Linked DNA regions of Sus scrofa: region 1 is linked to region 2. A link is a contact called in public Hi-C data. All regions are on one chromosome and are shown on one strand. The core of a region is the stretch at or near the end of the contact, and the rest is flanking DNA. Distances in the headings are between cores, read along the strand shown. Region 1 holds the start of ALG14 (UDP-N-acetylglucosamine transferase subunit ALG14 homolog). Region 2 holds the start of RWDD3 (RWD domain-containing protein 3).

Region 1 (5,332 bases), core at 1,609-4,108, 140 kb before region 2:
GCTCGCATCTGGTGTTGCTGTGGCTGTGGCTGTAGGATGGCAGATGTAGGTCATACTGCAGTGTAGGCCGGCAGCGGTAGCTCTGATTGGACCCCTTGCCTGGGAACTTCCATATGCCACAGTGCAGCCCTAAAAAAGACAAAAAAAAAAAAAAAAAAGATTAAATGCTTTTCGGTATTCAAGGTAAACACTGAAAATGCCTTCTTCGTCCTCCCAAGCGTTGGGCATGAACTATTAAACTATTCCTCTGACTCCAAGACTCTCTCTGACTTGGACGACTCTTTGAGGTCCCTGATCTCTCCGTATTCTGAATGGTTTGAATGGCAGAGGGCACCACTCGCCAGGCAAATTCTCAATCTTCGTTTTCATTCCCAGTCCATCAAACCTAATAATGTGCAAGCAAATGGCTCTAACATCCATCCATCCAACCATCCATCCATTTTTTTCAAGCCTGAAACCTGGACATCATTTTTGAGCCTGCCTTTCCCTCACCCTTCCCTTTCAATCCACAAGGCCAGTGATTTTTATATCCTAAATCTCATTTAAATGCATATATTTCTCTCCATCCCGACATTCATCATCCCCAGTCAGGCTGTCATCATCTGTCATGTGAATTAGTCAAAAGGCTCCCACTTGTCTCGCTACCTCAGTCTCTGTCAAGACATTCTCTTGGCAATGCAGGCTGAATGATCTTTGTGAAAGCTCAGATGGAACTGGGTCACTTTCCACTTAAAAATACTTTAAAAGATTCCTTTGCTACCAGGACTATCAGTGGTCACCATTTATTAAACGCTTTAACCATATACCAAGCAATCTGCTTCCCCCCTGGTTGGCATGGTGGGTTAAGGACCTGACATTACCACAGCTGTGGCATAGCCTGCAGCTGTGGCTGGGAATCAATCCCTGGCCTGGGAACTTCTATATGCTGTGGGTACAGCCAAAAAAGAAAAACCAAACCAAAAAAAAAAACCCGCTTTATTTTTACTTTTTTTCCCTTTTTACAGCTGCACTTGTGGCATATGGAAGCTCCTGGGCAGGGGTCAAATCAGAGCTACAGCTGCTGGCCTACACCACAGCAACACCAGATCTGAGCCACATCTGTGACCTGGCAGCATCCTGTGGTAACACCAGATCCTTAACCCACTGAGTGAGGCCAGGGATCGAACCCATATCCTCACAGAGACCATGTCAGGTTCATAACCCACTGAGAAACAACAAGAACTCCAGCCACTTTAAATACTACCATACCTAGTCTCTCCTCACCTTGTCCCAGCCCGCATTTTTCCAGGTGGAACCAGAACGAGGCTCAACGAGGTTAACTAATTTGCCCAAGATCACCAAATTAGTTAAGCAGCAGAAATGTGATTCAACCAACATGATGTCAATTGAGGGGCATGTGGTCCTACCCCCTGCATGGTAGGAATCAGCAGAGTAGTGCCAATAGCTTCACAGAGCAGGTTTAAAACACATTTCAGGACCTGCACTGGGCTTACGGCCCCCCCATCAAACTCAGTGAAAGAGTGCTGTCCTACCTCTGGCCGTTCCTTCCACACCCTCCCAGCCCTCAAAGCCTCAGCTCCTCCCTGTCTGGCATATTCTTAGTCATCTTTCAAGTCTCTGTTTAGGCATCACTTCTTCCTGGAAGCTTCCCACTTGCGTTCAGATAAAGTGGGGTCCAGCCTGAACATCCATGGCCGTTTGCTCTTCCCAGGTTAAAGCACTTATCTCATTGTGGCAAGTATCCATCTGGTTTTTTGTTTTCTGTTAGCTTTTCTATACTATCCACTGCATTCACTGTGTACCTTTCACACTGCTTGGGCCAATTCAACACGCAATGGCAAGTAGCGTTGGTCGGTTTTATTACGTCCAGGGCTTAGCTTAGTGCCTGGCCTCTCCCATGGCTTATTAAGTGAATGAAGGCATTCATTATACTTGAACATAGGTTTAGAACATTTGCTCCTCAAAATTATTCTATCTGGATGCAATCGCCTGGCATTTCGAAATGTACTCCGTATGAGCAGGAACGGCTCGGTCAGAGCTGTCCATTAAAGGTGTAAGCCCCTACAGAGGGAGCGCACTCCTTTTGGATTCTATTACCCGATTCCACAGGTTTGTTGTTCATTCTCTGACACAAGAGCCTACGTGAGTGTTGTTCTCCTGTTAGCAGTTAATTGTTTTTAATCCTCGCGGATTGTGTATATGTACATTTATAAATGTGGCCATTTGCTTTGTCTCTTCTATCATGTAGTATTTGTGACTCCTCAACTAAATCCTAAATGCCTGGATTAATAATGCAAAACAGCAATTTTTATTCAAGGAAATTGCATGTTAGCATCAGCAAGCTTTTGCGTCCCCTGTGTTCACTAGTTTGTTAGAAAAATATACGCTACAGAGAAGCTTAATTACAGGCAAGTGTAAATTACTCATTTGTCATTAAAGACGCGGCCTGGGCCGCGTTGGCAGACCAGCATTTTGCCCAGGCTGGGCAGACCCGCCCCGTGCACGCAGAAAAACTACAAATCTCAGCATGCAATGCTGCACAAAGTGCTAGGGGCCCGGCGAAGAGCGCCGCGGGGCATTCTGGGGTTTGTAGTGCCAAACTCGAGCCCTCCAGTCGCCGCGCGGATACTCACCAGACCCAGCGACCACCAAGAGGCTGAGAGACCGCCGAGGCACAGCGGCGCGGGGACGCAGGACTACCCACAGCCGCACTGCCAGCAGCACGGCCAGGGCTGCCCCCGCCGCGGCGAGGATAAGGGCGCCACCCATTCAAACAGAAGACGCATGCGTGCTACCCGCAGGCGCCGGCCGCCCAGGAGCGGTCAAAGTTCGATCTACGGGCGCTGCGGAGACTCAAACTCGGAGCGTGCGCGTCCTGGTGGGCGGGGCTTGCTTGCGGTGGGAGGAGTTTAGGGCCAGATGCGGAAGCCCGCACGGGAAGGTTCCGCCCGCGGTCCTGCGGCACTCGGCGCACCTGCTCCCCGCGCGGGTGCTGGAGTTAAAGCGCTGGAGAAACTGGATTTCCGCCAGTGAGGAGGTCACCTGTGCGCCCTAAAGGCCCGGAGTTCCCAAGTTAGCAGGTGTTCCAGCTCCGCCAACTTTGTGAATTTCACCAGAGGTCAATGGCATATATGTATTTTAAATATATATATATATAATTTCACCTGGGATCAGTGGCATACATATCTATTTTGAATGCCAAGGGAAATGTTTCCATTGCACTTGCAGACGTTACTGAAAATGTTTGCCAGTAAAAGGTGCCTTGGTACAAAAAACCGAAATTAGGGTCCTCATCCAAACTGGATGTTTTCCCAACACTCATGTTTTTAACTTTTCTAGGTGTTTTCGCAGATCAGAACAGGCTAGCTGAGAGTGATCACCTCAAATTATGCCAGGATCCGAAGGGGAAGGGAAGCCCAGTGGCTCAAAGAAGTGAGATAGAGAAGGTGTCATCTCATATTTATCCAGTTGACTTTATCACAAAGGAAATGCTTCCCCCAATCCCAGTTCTGCTCGTTTTTATGTTTACTCAATCCACATTGCAGAAATATAAGACTACTGAGATTAGAGAAGCCCCTTCATCCCAAGTGTAATTTGCTTTCAGTCCCCTCTAGACCTGCAAGTTAGAGAGGACAAGTACACAGATGAGTCAACCAGTCCAGAATGGTGAAACAGCTTGCCCAAGTGAAATAGTGGCAGATCTAGGTTTAGAAACTAGAAATCCTAACTCCTGCTGCATGAGAGTGTTACATTGTGTATTCCTTTGATCAATTCAATTGCTTGGTTATCTCAGTTTAGAGCCTAGAATGTGGGGTGTTTTGTGTTGTGTTGTCTTCAATGGAGCCACTGAATCAGAATGTCCAGGTGAGAGACCTGGGATCAGCTCCTCTAACCAATGTGTTAATTTCTACCAGCAGGCAATGTTGGGAAACTGTCAGGGACTTTGTAGGGTCATTTTCTGACTAAGGGTCCTCACAGCACTTCTTATATTCAGTCTTCCATCAAATCTTCCTAACCATCCATCCTAATAATAAGGCCCCAAGGTGAATACTACTCCCCTCTTTATAAAGAATTCTTTAAAAGTTCAATGATTTGCCTACAATTACGTAGCTTTTAATTGTGGGCTTAGAAGCCAATGCCTCTCAAAGTTTGATGGAATCAAACAAACTCATAGTTGGAAGTCCAGAGGTAGGGCCTCTGCCACAGTATGAAAAACAGCTTAAGAACCTTACAAAGGATGTAGTTTTCTTTCATCAGTCCCTCTGCCATTCCTAGCAATGACATACACCTGGGACTCTCTCCCCTCCTAGTTAAAGGAAGACATTGGTGGTGTTAGAAATTACATCTAGGCAGAGTAGTCTCCAGAGTTCAAGAGGGTATCTTGTCATTGGGGGGTTTTTTTTTTGTTGTTTTTTTTAAGGGTGAGGAACCCTTTCCAGAACCTCTCACAGCAGACTTTTACTCCTTCTGGCCACATCGCTATCACTTGCTCACACACACGTACAAGGAAGGAGACCACAAAGCTGGCTGGGGTAGGGTGGAGATGACACACACGACGCACCTGTGGTATCTGGCTCTTTGCTGGAGGGTGGGTACTGAACCAATGGGCCTTGTCTTGGAAAGGAGGAAGTTAGAGGAGGGTGGAGCCCTGAGATGATTGTAGGATCAGCATAAAAGTGTTTGGCTGGCTGCGAAGATAATGTGAGACGGTGTTGTAAACAGTCACAGGCAAGGGAGCTCTTGGGTGTATTAATAATGTCCAGGCCCCAGAAGACACCCCCCCCTCCAATACTTATCCCCTCCCTACTATCATAACCCACACGTGTATGAAAAATCAGTTTGCCCATACTTGGCGTGGGGCTGGAATGAATGAGGGTGATGGAGCATTTAGGGGCTGCCAGTCATTTGGAGAATCAGAGGGTGGAGCAGCAGACCTTGTTTGGAGTTGCTGGTTGTGTTATTTTGAGTTAAGGCTAGGGTCACACTCTTCAGTGTTCCTGACAAGGAAGTCGAGCCCTGCAGGGAGGAGCTGGGTGGCAGGCAGAGACAGGAAGAAAGTTGCAAACTCCTGAACAAAGTACATGTCTGCCAGGTGAGCTGAGTCCTGGGCTATGACAGGGGCATGGAGCTTCGATAATCAAGAGGTCAAGAAGCTGTGCTGGATTAAGCAGAAAAGGCTGGGCCTAGCGGGAGGAAGCAACAACTCAAATCTCCCTTGGGGCAGTAAGTTGCCCTGCCGATGCAGATAACAGGTGTGCCGAGGTAAATTGTAGTGCTGCGAAAAGCATAAAAATGTATTGATTGATTAGCTGAATAATAATATTGAGCCATA
Region 2 (5,266 bases), core at 98-2,597:
CTCCTTTGCCAGGCAAAACAATAAAGGCTACTTTTTTCTCCTTCACCCAAAACTTGGTCTCCACGTTTCAATTTGGCACTGGTGGATAGAGGCTGAGTTTTGGCAACGGTAATATGAATTCAGTTTTAAAATCAGCCCCATTTGTTCTGACTCCTGTAGGTCAATCACAGGAGTCCCAGGTAGCCATCCAATGTCCCGGATTTATCTCCCCAAATGTTATTTTTGATATAAACAAAAACTGTGGGACCTTCATGCAAGAGACCAGCTACTTGTGCAAAATTTTCAATTGTTACTTGAAAAACAAAAGGACAAACCAAACATGCTGACAGACAGAACTAATACATAGAATCACTGTAATCTTGTTCATGAAATCAAAGATGAACCAGAATGCACTGATAATTGTTACCCCATTAGTGTTGCTCAAACTCTTAAATTCAAGATCTGAGTTCAAGGATGGGCATTTCATTACTAAGCTTCAAGAATCACACTGTTTTGTATGCATGGAATATCATAAACTAATACCGAAAAACTGACGTTTGTTACATTACATACTTGATTGTAACCATAAAAGCCCAGGGGTCCCACTGGCGATTTCAGCAGGGCTGTCCCCTGCGGAGGCAGGAGACAAATGGAATGTTATGATGTTGCTCCCTGAACCTGGGCGCATAGCTCCTGGCAAGGTTCTGCCCCCCACCCCTCACCCAAGTAACATCCTTAGAAGGCCAGGGCTTGGCAGGTCCAACCCTCCCCCTTGCATCCCTTAAGAGAAAGAAGTCCCAAGAGTCCCGTCCTGGTCCACAGCCAGTTACAGCTCAGCATCTGGAGGTTCTTATGTCCAGGACGGTTTCCAGGTGTCCTGGGTCCAGGTGTCCTCATCCCACTTTCCACGAGGGCGAAAAAAATGTTTTGTTAACTGCAGTATCCCAACACCGAGTTCAATTCTGAGCCAGACAAGGGCTAACCTCTTCTCGTCACTTCGCTGCTTGTTTTTCTTCCTGACCCTAAGTTCCTTTCAAGGCCAAGTCTGGGCGGGAATGGCCAGGGTTCAAGGCCTGGGCTAAAGAGAGAATTTCGGGCTTGACTGGGAGGCCTCCTGCTGTAAGGAAAGCAACGGGCGAGCCTTTGGCCGTCACCCTGCCGGGGACCCCAGCCTTCCTGGACCCCAGCCTTCACCCTCGGAGAAGAGCCCCCCACAGGGCGTGACCCTCGGGTAGGGAACTGGGAGCAGGAGCTTGTGGGCGGGACTTCTGCCGGCCTCCCGCCCATCGCGCGCTGCGGAGACGCGGGGCGCCCCCCGGTGGCCACCTGACGCGGTGCTCGGCGGGCGGGGGCGGGGCCTGCGGCGGAAGGGGAGGAGCTGAGGCGGCGACGTGGCGCAGGCGCGACGCGGCCATGGCGGAGCGTGTGCGGGAGGAGCTCTCGGCTCTGGCCGCGATCTTCTGCGGGCCGGGCGAGTGGGAAGTACTGAGTCGCTCAGGTGACTATCCCCGCGCCAGAGGGACCGGGCGCCCTCTCCTCCTACCACCGAGGCGGGGTTCCCTGCTCTGGGCACACACTCGGGGACCCGGGTAGTTGAAGACGGAGTGAGGGGTCCCTGCCTCCCGCGCCCTTTGACCCACTCGTCGCCCCGATGCCTATCCCCCTCCCCCCGCCCGCAACTCGCCTGTGTGCCCCCCTTTCCAACTCACTGAGCGCTTCTCCCTACCAGCCAGCTGGAAAGCGCTCCCTCATCCTTTTCCTGCCTATCCTGTACCTATTCTGCAGATCTCACCTTAAAATGTGGCCTCTCCTGACACCCGTAGTTTAAATCCAGCTTCCCGAGGTTACATTATGTCCTTTGTAAGCACTATGCATTGTGCTCTTCAGAGCAGCCACCACAGTTTTAACTAGATGGGCTTTTGGTTGTCTCAAGTGGCGAGAGGGCAGAGACCCAGTCTCTTTTGCACCTAGGACAGTGCCAGGCACATGGTAGGTGTTCAGTAAATGTTTGTTGAATGACTTTTTGAGTTCGACCAGTGCTCAGTCAGACTCTTTTCTCAGTCACGTTTCCAGGTTGACTGCTTTTCTCAAGCTGTTTCTAGTCCGCGGAAAGGTGGTTGCCAGTTGCAAGCTTTTGGGGGCGTATTAATCATTTGACTCACATTTACTGAGACGTTGACAAGGTTTCAGAGACACTGCCCGTGTCCTCAAGGAGCTTACGGTCTAGAAAGGTTCTTCAGGCTATGTTTTGATGACAGTTAAGAGTTACGCCCTGTGGCTGCTATTAAGTTAAAACCCAAACTGCAGTTTATGAAAAAGTGCAGGGATGCAGAAGATTTTCAGTTTTCATTTAGTCTTCAGATACATTATGTAAAGTTTTTGGCATGGGATTTAAACTTCTGTTGTTTCAGCTACTATTACAATTGTCTTTCTGATCATAAATTGGTTGACCTTTAGGAAGGTAGCCTAAAATGTGCCGGTGTTGTGAGAAAGCCTTCGAGGGTTAGGATCTGTTCCTGGTGTCCATGTGGTGTGTTATTCACACATAGAGCAGGAGTTGGCTCCTTTTAATTTATTCTCTCTTGATCACCCATTTACAACGGTCACTGAGCACTCTTATGTTCTGAGCACTGTGAACCAATTGGTGTAATGTAGCTTCTTTCTATCTTTTTTTTTTTTTTTTGCTTTTTAAGGGCTGCACCTGTGGCATATGGAAGTTCCCAGGCTAAGGGTCGTATATCGAAGCTGCAGCCACAGCAATGCTAGATGAGCCTCATCTTCGACCTACACCACAGCTCACTACAACGCTGGATCCTTAACCCATTGATCCAGGCCAGGGATCAAACCCGCATCCTCATGGATACTAGTCAGGTTCCTAACCTGCTAAGACACAACAGGAACCCCAATGAAGCTGCTTGCTTTTTAGTGCCTAGGCTGCTGTATAGCTTCCAGAAATTGTTGTTTAAAATCCATATGAAAGGATTTACTCATCTTAATATTTTCTTGTCACCCCTCTTCTGACTGGATAGCATATATAATTCTTCATCATCTTATTTACCGTCTCTACTGCTGTCTTTATTGATAATTACTTCTGCCAGAGGCAGGCCAGTTGAAGTGATCATCAGTTTTCTTAAATTCCTTTATCTGGCTCAGCTGGGAGGGAACCTGTGCTGGAAAAGTGAGCCTGTGACTTCCCATTAGACCTGAAAGGATGGCGTGGTAGTGGCCTGGTCATGAGTGCATGGTTGAGCTGCTGACAGGTCAGAGAAAAGCCAAAAAAATGAACGTAGAAAGGAGAGCAGTTTTTTTTAATATGAAGAACACTGTGGACCCTTTATCTGCTGTTAAATTGAGCATGACTTTCAAGCCATGCCTCTTAATTAATTTAATTCAGTGTTCTGGCATCAATAAGTAATTGAATTATAAAGGAATTCAGTGTAACAACTTGGGGCATTTTGTTGCTGAAAGGTTCATTGGAGGATAGAACAATTCAGTGATTGAAATAGGGGTGTTTGATGTTCACAATTGGGGCTTAAGGGTAAGATAAGGACTCCTTTAATAGACCCCAGTAAACATAGAGTGGGCTGCTGGCTACCACTCTCATGATCACTGTCAGCTTGGATTGGAAGATATAAGCCTAACACCAGAACACTCTGAACACCCTTCAACAAGCATCTCCTTTTGCCACTGGAATCAGGTTAACCTTGGGTAGGGCTGCACTTGGGGTACGAGATAGCCCAGGAAGGCTCAGGGTCAACCCCAGGGTCAACTATGAAGGCTGTGAGATTGAAAAGTCTGAATAGTTGGATTCTTGTAGCTGGACTGATTTATGCAGAGTCTTTCAGGGGACTTGCATACATGGTGGCCTCTTCGGGATGGTTATAGTAAGCTCATGGTAAGGGGCATCAAGCGTAACTATCTCTTATGGGTGCAAATTATGTACGTTCCCACTCCTGCCTACTAGAGAGGGCTGTAGGTAGACCAGATCCCGGGTATTCTTTGTCTTCCTGTGCAGTGCAGACAGGCAAGGTGCCAGGTTTAATGGGGTCACCTACCCTGTTCCTGGTACTTGGAATGCGTCTTAGCTGATGAGAATTTTTAACTAACAGAGGATATCAGCTGCTCAGGCTGGGTGAGTAGCTACTAGGCTTCAGGCTCCAGAACATATGGAGGGACCCTGGCAGGGCATCATGCTCCTTAACAGAGATGGGGCTGGGCATCAAGGCAGGGACAGCACTTGTCCAACGAGAGAGCAACAAGAGTGTGGGAAGAAATGGGTGTGACCCAGCTCACGTTCAGGATACCTCTGAAGGGGAGTGTGTGTGCAAGCCTGTGTGCATGTGCCTGAGGTAGATGAGGTGGGCATTGTTACAAATCTTCATTTTCCTGAAGAGGGCATTGACGGTCACAGAGATTCTGTTGCCATAGTTGGTGCTCATTATATGAGGAGTTGTGTTTCTGGAAATCATAGGTCAAAAAGTTGTAAAATGGGAGGTTTATAAGACTCAGTATCATGTACCATGTTCGCACAGTAGCTTCAGTGTACATTTTTGTGTTCTGTTAACACTAATGTTCCGATTGCATTGGGCCCTCTTGCAGAATGAATCCTGACTGTCACATACTGACCTCTCTAAATCTATTCAGCCCTGTTTCCTGCTGATTGTCAGCACTGAGGTCACTTCTAAAACCAGATCAGCCTTGAACTTCACTTCCTTTTTTTTTTTGTCTCTTCTTGGGCCGCACCCATGGCACATGGAGGTTTCCAGGCTAGGGGTCTAAGTGGAGCTGTAGCCACCGGCCTATGCCACAGCCTCAGCAATACGGGATCCGAGTCGCGTCTGTGACCTACACCACAGCTCACGGCAACGCCAGATCCTTAACCCACTGAGTGAGGCCAGGGATTGAACCCACAACCTAATGGTTCCTAGTCGGATTCGTCAACCACTGAGCCACGATGGGAACTCCTTGAACTTCACTTCTAAGGGATGGGATTACAGGTCTTTTTTTTTTTTTTTTTTTTTGTCTTTTGCCTCTTTAGGGCCGCACCTGAGGCACATGGAGATTCCCAGGCTAGAGATCAAATCAGAGCTACAGCTGCCGGCCACAGCCATAGCCACAGCCGGAATTGAACCCATGTCCTCATGGATACTAATCGGGTTCATTAACCACTGAGCCATGATGGAAACTCTGGGATTGCCACTCGTTAAGAATTCATTTATTTTTAATTCATTTATTTTTAGTTTTTATTTTTTTAAGAAAATAGTAAAACTTAAAAAAATTAACGTAT

What was found. A called contact is a pair of places that touch in the nucleus more often than the background predicts.
Region 1: a contact with region 2 is called in a Hi-C map of skeletal muscle, with 6 times the contacts expected there. The contact joins the promoter of ALG14 here to the promoter of RWDD3 in region 2. A contact is called at or near these places in 1 of 5 promoter capture datasets (liver), 11 of 47 Hi-C or Micro-C datasets (embryonic fibroblasts, fetal heart ventricle, heart right ventricle and 4 more) and 2 of 2 datasets of contacts at active chromatin or transcription factors (alveolar macrophages and skeletal muscle).

The regions. Positions count from the first base shown.
Region 1 is chr4:122,340,892-122,346,223 of Sscrofa11.1, reverse strand. It overlaps ALG14 (UDP-N-acetylglucosamine transferase subunit ALG14 homolog), which reads right to left and starts at 2,858. Exons shown (of 6, transcript XR_001303466.2): 1 at 2,634-2,858. It overlaps TMEM56 (transmembrane protein 56), which reads left to right and starts at 5,037. Exons shown (of 11, transcript XM_021090165.1): 1 at 5,037-5,262.
Region 2 is chr4:122,199,227-122,204,492 of Sscrofa11.1, reverse strand. It overlaps RWDD3 (RWD domain-containing protein 3), which reads left to right and starts at 1,347. Exons shown (of 4, transcript XM_013988180.2): 1 at 1,347-1,477. The coding sequence starts at 1,393.